3 separate regions of the Mus musculus genome follow, and regions 2 and 3 are each linked to region 1. The links are chromatin contacts, called in public HiChIP or PLAC-seq and promoter capture Hi-C maps. All regions are on one chromosome and are shown on one strand. Each heading gives the region's core, a stretch centred on a gene start, on an enhancer-like site or on the middle of the called end of the contact. The rest is flanking DNA. Distances are from core to core; before and after follow the strand shown. Region 1 holds the start of Rinl (Ras and Rab interactor-like). Region 2 overlaps Map4k1 (mitogen-activated protein kinase kinase kinase kinase 1). Region 3 overlaps Actn4 (actinin alpha 4).

Evidence for each region. Promoter capture Hi-C pulls out the DNA fragments that hold promoters and counts their contacts. HiChIP or PLAC-seq counts read pairs in DNA pulled down with a chosen protein or histone mark.
Region 2: a contact with region 1 is called in an H3K4me3 HiChIP or PLAC-seq map of craniofacial prominence, with 3 times the contacts expected there. The contact joins the enhancer-like site here to the promoter of Rinl in region 1. A contact is called at or near these places in 11 of 39 promoter capture datasets (the C10 cell line, the HPC-7 cell line, cranial neural crest and 7 more), 1 of 484 Hi-C or Micro-C datasets (nephron progenitors), 8 of 115 datasets of contacts at active chromatin or transcription factors (bone marrow-derived macrophages, craniofacial prominence, embryonic basal ganglia and 5 more) and 3 of 9 other capture datasets (adipose tissue, embryonic stem cells and liver).
Region 3: a promoter capture Hi-C map of the HPC-7 cell line shows a contact between it and region 1. The contact joins the enhancer-like site here to the promoter of Rinl in region 1. A contact is called at or near these places in 18 of 39 promoter capture datasets (the 3T3-L1 cell line, 3T3-L1-derived adipocytes, the C10 cell line and 13 more), 2 of 15 datasets of contacts at CTCF or cohesin (CD8 T cells and pro-B cells), 5 of 484 Hi-C or Micro-C datasets (Th1 cells, bone marrow-derived macrophages, cerebral cortex and 2 more), 18 of 115 datasets of contacts at active chromatin or transcription factors (the 230-238 cell line, the HPC-7 cell line, the NIH/3T3 cell line and 13 more) and 4 of 9 other capture datasets (adipose tissue, embryonic stem cells, liver and 1 more).

What each region holds. Positions count from the first base shown.
Region 1 is chr7:28,787,606-28,790,275 of GRCm38.p6, forward strand. It overlaps Rinl (Ras and Rab interactor-like), which reads left to right and starts at 1,364. Exons shown (of 12, transcript NM_177158.5): 1 at 1,364-1,400. Sirt2 (sirtuin 2) reads left to right here. Exons shown (of 16, transcript NM_022432.4): 14 at 1-48; 15 at 157-223; 16 at 312-1,060. The coding sequence ends at 467.
Region 2 is chr7:28,999,731-29,002,400 of GRCm38.p6, forward strand. Map4k1 (mitogen-activated protein kinase kinase kinase kinase 1) reads left to right here. Exons shown (of 32, transcript NM_008279.2): 24 at 43-151; 25 at 234-292; 26 at 461-564; 27 at 1,205-1,379; 28 at 1,877-1,939; 29 at 2,019-2,108; 30 at 2,190-2,260; 31 at 2,618-2,670. Among named protein-coding and RNA genes, the nearest start is that of Map4k1, 18 kb to the left of the region's middle. Within about 2 kb of position 1,326, at least 157 of the 459 cell types and tissues checked have an H3K27ac peak or open chromatin away from gene starts, as enhancers often do. A contact at or near this core is called in craniofacial prominence, nephron progenitors and second pharyngeal arch cranial neural crest, where this site is marked.
Region 3 is chr7:28,922,662-28,925,331 of GRCm38.p6, forward strand. The region is part of intron 1 of Actn4 (actinin alpha 4); the gene reads right to left. Among named protein-coding and RNA genes, the nearest start is that of Gm38978, 3.5 kb to the right of the region's middle. Within about 2 kb of position 1,295, at least 60 of the 459 cell types and tissues checked have an H3K27ac peak or open chromatin away from gene starts, as enhancers often do. A contact at or near this core is called in adipose tissue, cerebral cortex and oligodendrocyte precursor cells, where this site is marked.

The DNA of each region.
Region 1 (2,670 bases), core at 114-2,613:
GATGGGCCTGGGAGGTGGCATGGATTTTGACTCCAAGAAGGCTTACAGGTGAGGCTGGGCCTGGGTGAGCAGCTCGAGAAGGGTGGGTGAGGAGGGAGAGAAGACAGAAGGCCGGCTGGTCCTCAGCCTGTTCTCTTACTCCTGCTCACCCTGCAGGGACGTGGCCTGGCTGGGTGACTGTGATCAAGGCTGCCTGGCTCTCGCTGACCTCCTCGGATGGAAGGTGAGGAGCTGGGCCACCCCAGCCCACCCTGAGCCCAGGCCCATGGGGTTTACGGTAACCTGACTTGCGTCAACTTTGCCCCCTACAGAAGGAACTGGAAGACCTTGTCCGGAGGGAGCATGCCAACATAGATGCCCAGTCAGGGTCACAGGCCCCCAACCCCAGCACTACCATCTCCCCTGGAAAGTCCCCACCGCCTGCCAAGGAGGCGGCCAGGACCAAAGAGAAAGAGGAACAGCAGTAACAGTAACCATGACCTCCCGCAGGACAGCGGAGCCCGGCCAGCACTGGGCCCTCTTAACATGCAGCTTGTGTGAGCTCAAAGACCCTTCGTTCTTTAACCACGTTCTTGAAATCAGGGTCCCCAACTCAATCCCAGAAAAGCCTAATATACCTAGGGGCTGAGGCCTGTGCAGTCTGTAGCTGGGGCCTCTAACCACCATAGCCTCTAACCACCATAGCCTCTAACCACCATAGCCTCTAACCACCCAGGCAAGAAGCAGCCTTCCCTAACTTCTAATTATTCCCAGACAACAGGCTACCCCAAAACCCCTAACAGTGCCAGAATAAGGCATTTCTCTATTGTTTTCAGGGGGCCTATGGCTAAATCAAATTAACCTACCCCGCATAGGGGCTGGACTCTACAAATAGAACTTCACCCAAGGGGGTGGGGCCTTGTGGGATCTCTGAGCCTGAAGGCCTGCCAACTCTCTGCCTCCAACAAAGTGGGTACTAGGCTCCCTTTCCTGGGGACCCACTTGCCAGCTGTTGGTGGATGAGCAAGAGACCTTGCTTATTAGAAACAAATTAAAAAACAAAACAAAGCAACTAACCATGACTTGTGTGGCCTCTGCTTCTTTTAGTGGGTACTTAAGGCATCTGGGGAAGGGAGAAGGCTGGACCATAAAGACTCCAGACCATCTATGGCTCCAGGATCTTAGGAGTAATGGTGACTGGGACCAAGCTATGCCCCTGGAGAGGGTAGCCTGGTGACTTTTTACCCTGGCTCTCAGCCTGCCAGAGGCTCAGTCCTCCAAAGTGGATCCCCTAATACTGACCCCGGAAAGACAGAGGAAGGTGATTTCAGATGCCCCAGCCCCGCCTCTTCCCCTGCCTTCCTGGCTTCCTCTCTAGAGAGCACTTTCACTTCCTGCTGCTCTGGCTCCCCTCGGAACAGGTAGGGCCCCCAGGGACCAAACATCTGGTCCCATTTGCACCCACAGCTGCCTCCATCCAACCCTGCCCAGCCCTACCCATGTCCGGATCTCCTCCCAAGGGAGCACTGCCTCCCCCTCTTCACCCTTCTTCCCTGCCTGTCCCTGAGGTGTGCTCCCCACCCCAACACCTGAAGTTGCTAGTTGGCAGCTCAGTAATTTATGTAGCTGATAATTATCTGGCTTGCACACAATGCCCTAAGAGAAATGGAGCCTTCAGAATAGGGCTAGCTTGCTTATCAGACCTTTTCCTAGGCCAGCAGGTCACCTAAATGCTGGGCCAGGAATTCAGGCAGAAAGATGGGGGTGAGATGGTGGAGGATGGATAGATGATGGGAAACAGCTGGATGGTCTCTCCAGCCCCACATGCCTTACTCCTGAGACTGCTGCGGGGAATACCCGGAAGGGTTCACTTGGGGTTGGCAATCCCCTCTTAGTGAACACTTGGGGTGTAGTGTTCACCAAGATGAAGAGTAAGAACCTAGCCTCTGCTGAAATACACAGCAAGTATGAAACAAGCCTGGGCTATACAAGGTCCTGTCTCAAAAAAAGAAAGAAAAATGAATGTTTGACAAATAATGGAAGCTGGGCGGTGGTGGCGCATGCCTTTAATCCCAGCACTCGGAAGAAAGAAGCAGGCGGATCTCTGTAAGTTCCGGGACAGCCTAGTCTATATCAAGAGTTCCAGGACAGCCAGATCAACATAGTGAGACCCTGTCTCCAAAAAAGAAAACAAGTTTTTAAACAAATGTGGGGGAGGGTGTGTTAGGGCTCCTCTGAAATCTGGGAAGGGAAGAGATGGGTGTCATGTTGCATCTGGGTAGCAGACGGAGCGAGCCAAAAGCTTTTCCAGAACTTATCCCCTTCCACTCTCTTAATTCCTGTTGGAACTGTTCTCCCCCACCCCAAGATACATGGGCCTTCCTCCTGGGGTCCTCAGAGTGGTCTGTCCCTCAGCAATAAAGAATGGTACTGCTACCCCAGTGAGGCATGGTGCTGCAGCCTATTATCTCAACGCCTGAGAGCTTGAAGCAGGAGGATTGCCATGAGTCTGGGGCTAGTCTTGACTACAGAGCAATCCAAGCTAGTCTGAACTGTCTCGAAAGAACAGAACAAACAAAAAACAAAAAAAAAAAACGAAAAACAAAAAACCAGTCATAGCTGTGGGCCTCTGCAGTCCATTCAAGAGCTCAGGCAAGATCTCTGAGTCACATGTAATAGAATTAAACTATT
Region 2 (2,670 bases), core at 76-2,575, 210 kb after region 1:
CTCTAACTGCTTGACACTCCCGCTCTCATACACACACTGCAGGGAAGACACCCTACCTGTATTCTCATAGCATCCTGGGCCTGCTTGAAAGGAAAGACGGCAGAACGGGAAGCCCCATTGCTCACATTAGCCCTCACCGGTTACTGGCAAGGTAGGAGCCCCACAGGGCGCCATTGGCTTCCCTGCCCCCAGTGCGCCCGCGCAGCCCCTCACTCCTCTTCCTCCTCCTCCAGAAAGAACATGGTCTCCAGTAAGATCCAGGACACCAAAGGCTGCCGGGCTTGCTGTGTGGGTGAGAGCCAGCTTCCCTCCGGGTGCAGAGTGATGGGGCGGGCTGGTGCCTGGCCAGTGTCTACTCAATAAGGTTGAGGCATGGTGTCCAGGACCCTTGGAGAGATACTGGGGGATCCTAGAGGGAGACAGGGACCCTGACCTGACCCATTCTTGTCCACTTCCACAGCTGAGAGTGCTAGCTCTGGGGGCCCATTCTTATGTGGGGCATTGGAGACGTCTGTGGTTTTGCTCCAGTGGTACCAACCAATGAACAAATTCTTGCTTGTCCGGGTAAGTCTGTAGAGCGAGGGTGCTCCATCCACCATTAGCGCTTATATAAAGAATGGGATGCCCCCCCCCCCCCCCAGCCGCCAGTCCATGTCGTTGCTCCCTTCCCATCCTGAGGCATTTTGAAAATTTCCCGAGAGTCTGAAGAGATGGCTCAGCGATTAAGAGAGTACTGGCTGCTCTTCCAAAGGACCCACGTTCAGTTCCCAGCACCCACATGGCAGCTCACAACGGTCTGAAACTCCAGTTGCAGGGGACTCAACAGCCTCACACAGACATACATGCAGGCAAAACACCAAGCGCATAAAATAAAAATAAGTAAATCGTTAAAAAGAAAACCACTTCCTGATATTTAAGCCCCGTCCCTCACATCTGAACAACTTAATTATTCTTCAGTCTCTAAGGGTCTGTCCCTTTGAGTCTAAAGTGGTTTTGTTGGCCTGGTGTGTGTGTGTAGGGGGTGTTCCTGCTTTTCCGTCACCAGGTTGACACGCCTCCAGACAAAGCCACATTTACTCTAGAAGCACACTTTGCTTCTTTCTAAAGAAGCCTGAAAATCTCCGAGGGACTCCCCACCTAGTCCCCCACCCCACCCCCGGTCTCAGAGCCTCCCTGAATCGCTCTTCCCCGCGCGGGCCTGCAGCAGGTGCTGTTCCCGCTGCCCACGCCGCTGCCGGTGTTCACGCTGCTGACAACGCCGGGCTCCGAGCTGCCAGCTGTGTGCATCGGCGTGAGCCCGGGGCAGGCGGCAAAGTCGGTGCTCTTCCACACCGTGCGCTTCGGTGCGCTGTCCTGCTGGCTGGACGACTCCAGCACGGGTGAGTGGGCCTTGCCCCTAAGAGGCAAGGATGCTAGGAAGGGAGACGCTGCCGGGGAAGGAGGGGCTGTAGGGAAAAGGCAGTCCTGGAAAGGTAGTGCTTCAGGAAAGAGGACAATAGGGAAAAGTTGCAGACCAAGGCGGGGCTGCAGGGCGGGGTTCAGGCTGCAGGGAAGGGGCGGGGCCTAGGGAAGAGGGCGGAGCTTCAGAAAAGGGGCATGGTTTCTGGAAAGGATGTGGCTTGTGAGAAGGGGCCAATCAAGGATGGGACTACAGGTTAGGGCACCAGGGAAGGGGAAGGGCAGAATGGTTGGGCAGGGCTATGCCCGAACCCGATACCGAGAAAGAGATGGAACAGGGTGTGTGGTCTTCCTTGACTGGTCATAACAGGGTGGAGCGCACGTGGCAGGGTGGAGCGCACGTGGCAGGCAGGGACCTGAGGGGTGCTAGCTGAACAGAGCTAGGCAGTTAGTTCTTAAGCCCCTGCCTCTCGCGCAGAGCACAAGGGACCAGTGCAGGTGATCCAAGTAAAGGAAGACATGGTGATGGTGTTGATGGATGGTAAGAGCCTTCCTCCCTTCCCTTTCCGGTCCTCAGCCCAGGACGTTGTGCTCAAAGCCTTCCTTCCACTTCCCTTCAGGCTCTCTAAAGCTAGTGACCCCAGAGGGGGCACCAGCTCCTGGGCTCCGCACCCCTGAGATCCCCATGACAGAAGCGGTCGAGGCTGTGGGTATGTGTTAGTTGGGAGGGTCCAGGGTCAAGAGTGGGAGCTCTGTGACCTCCAGGTCACAGGGAACTGCTTCCTCTCTAGCTATGGTTGAAGATCGACTCGAGGCCTTCTGGAAGCATGGAGTTCAGGTGTGGGCTCCAGGCTTGAAACAGGTAGGCTCCTTCAGTTCACACCACTCCCTTGCCCTCATCCTCAACCTTCACATCCTTTAAATGGGCTTGGAGAAGCCCTGGGTCAGGACAGGGACTCGTGTAGGGAAGCTTCAGGGCACACATCGTACCGGCTCCCTGGTTCCTGACTTACCCACCCTTCACAGTTGCCTATCCGATAGGGCGCGGCGACTTTGCAGGTTAGTAGTCTTGGACACAGAGCAGTTAAGTCACATGTTTGTCAAAGTCACACAGCTTCATGAGTGGGTCTGGGGTTAGACTTACCCTGAGGAAGCCGTGTCTGTAGGGAGAGGGAAGGCCCTACTTCTCCGCACACACACAGACACACTTTCTCTACAGCCGCTGCAGGAGCTGAGAGACCCCACCCTCACCTTCCGTCTGCTCTGCTCCCC
Region 3 (2,670 bases), core at 45-2,544, 130 kb after region 1:
ACACTCTGCTCAGATTCTTTCTCTCCGTTCCCAGTACATATTAGCACTGTGAGGTGGACGGCAGAGGGTGGTTTCTATAGCTGGAGGCCTCACTCCCTGTGCCCACCCCAACTTCCTCCTCTGTGCTCAATTCCCAGGCCTACTTGCAACAATCCAGTTGCCTGGAGTCAGCCATCTGCTATGTTTCTGTCTCTAGGCCAGGCCTGTGGAGTGAGTACCTAGCGGGAATCAAGCCCTGACAGAAAAGACGGACAAGGAAGCTTTAATCCCAGCACTCAGAAGGTAGAGACAAGTAGATCTCTGTAAGTTCAAGGCCAACCTGGTTAACATAAGACAACCAGGGTTATGTAGAGAGACCCTGTTTCAAAACAACCAAACCAAACCAAACAACAACACCGCACCACCAGATAGAAACTGAGTTAGCATACTCCTCACCCTTAGCAGGGCCAGTGCACAACCAATCAATCCAGTCACATTCCACATCAAGCATCCCTTAGCAGTGAGGAACAATCACTACAGCAGATTTGTCACAAGCAGCTCACTGGCAGCCCCAGTCCACATGCCTGCCCCACAGCAGCATGTCTACTCTCACACAGCTCAGTGAAGCAGTACTAGTACTGCTCCTAGTTAACACAAGAGAAAATGGAGAGCTTTGGCCGAGGCAGCTGCCCACACCAGTCATACCCATTGAGAGAGAGAGAGAGAGAGAGAGAGAGAGAGAATGAGAATGAATGAATATATATGCAGCAGCGGTGAGGGAATCACAAAGAATAAGACACAAATGGAAGCAGAACCTGCTCAAATTCAGGAGCAAGAATAAAGAATGACAGCAGGACAGCTTCCTGGGTCTTGCAAAGATCACATGGAGTGTATATAAAAAGCAGGAGGCCAGTGTGCTAGAACCAGGAAGAAAAGAAAGATGCAGAGAAAGTAGAAACTTTCTTCTGGCAAGAGGAGGGCAGAGAAGCCACGTCAAGAATGCCTGGTGTGACTTAGATGCAGACTCACGCCTCAGTGTCACTGGGGAGAAGCCAGAGTGTCTGCATGGGCTGTAAGCAACTGAACTGGTTCTGGAGAGTCTGCAGACTTCATCAAGAAGGTGCTGTTCCTGCTGAAGCAGGCAAAGCCCTTTTGGGGCTGCCATGCTGCTCCCGGCCAGAGGCACGGTAAAAAGGCAGCCGCAGCCGGAGGAGAGGGGAAGCTCAGTGCTCAGCACAACTTTAGGTGAGGCCAGGGCTGAGCTGGGTACAGTGAGCAGCCTCCTTAGGGACCCTAGCTAGGGTTGGGGGAGGGGAAGAAAGCTTGGCATCACTGGTCATAAAGTCCTTCCTGTGTCACAGGGTCCCCTCCCAGCCATCAGGATGTGGGGCGGCTGGGTAAATGAATGATGGATATTGTTTGTGAGGTGACTTAAGCGGCCAGGAATGTGGCAGCAGTGGGCTTTAATGAGCCTTTCATTGATGGAGACGCCTCCCCCAACCCGGAGAGGTGAGCTCTCTCTGGGTTGTCCCTGAGCAAGAAAGAAAGCAAACACTCCCAAAGCCAGTGGCCAAGTGCCATAGCAGGCTGGGATGGCAAATACAAGGATGACCCTTGACAGTATGCAGTTGGCCCAGCTGGAATTGTCCCTTCTATTTTCTTTTTCATTCCCCAATACAAAAGTCGTTCTTTGCACCAGCACAGAACAAAAAGCCCTGTAATGTCTGTCTGAACCTAAGAGACAGGCTGTGATGTGTTCCAAGGCTAGGGCACACATGCTGGCCCTGATGTGAAGGGACAAAGAGTTTGGTCTACCCAGCACACCACACATGTGGGTTCCATCAACCTCTCACTTGACACAATTTTAGGATAAACTGTTCAATACCTCAAGATTCACAACCGCCAGCCCCCGTTCTGCACTGCCACCCACTCAGCAAGCCAATCAATCCACTGCCTGACCCAAAGAGACTGAACTGCACTTCCCTTGGCCTAGGGTGAACTGAAGTTGCCCACAGCAACCTCCCCCAAGGAACACAGAGGCCAGGGGTCCTGGGGTTTCAAACCTCATCTCTGAAATACCGTGTTGGGTGTGTTGGGTCTGTAGCTCCGCTGGGGCACCGGCTGCTTTGAGGGAGAGGGCGCCATCCCACCTCCTGAAGTCCCACCTTGTCTGCTGTGGCCTCTGACAGTGCCCATGCCTCCTGCTTCCATGGGTCCTCAGACAGGACATCCAGGACTTGGCCATGGAGAGATGCAGTTATTTATTTCTATGGTAAATAGCCACCTTTGTTATCGCCTATCTGCCAGGCGCAGGCCAAGCTGGACCCAGTGAGACAGCTTTTCACTTCCTGAAAGCAGAGACTGCTCCTGGGCCCTGGGCCTTGTCACTAACTATAAAGGTACTTTCAGGGCTCGGCCTTCTGGAATCTAGGTTACCAGCTGCCCAGGCAAAGAGGTGATCACTTTGCTAGTTTCTAAGGCCTCTGAAATGGGCTGTGAGTGATACAAAGGTCCATTACCTGCACCAGATCCCTGAGGGATGGAACCCAGGGGCCACAGCAACACAATACAAATAGCCTTGAAGCACAGGGAACCGGGGACACACTGCTGAAATGGCAGGACACTGAGTCCAGCCTAGACCAAGGGCAGAACAGGCTGCGGTATGACTGCCCCACGACAACACGGCCTAAC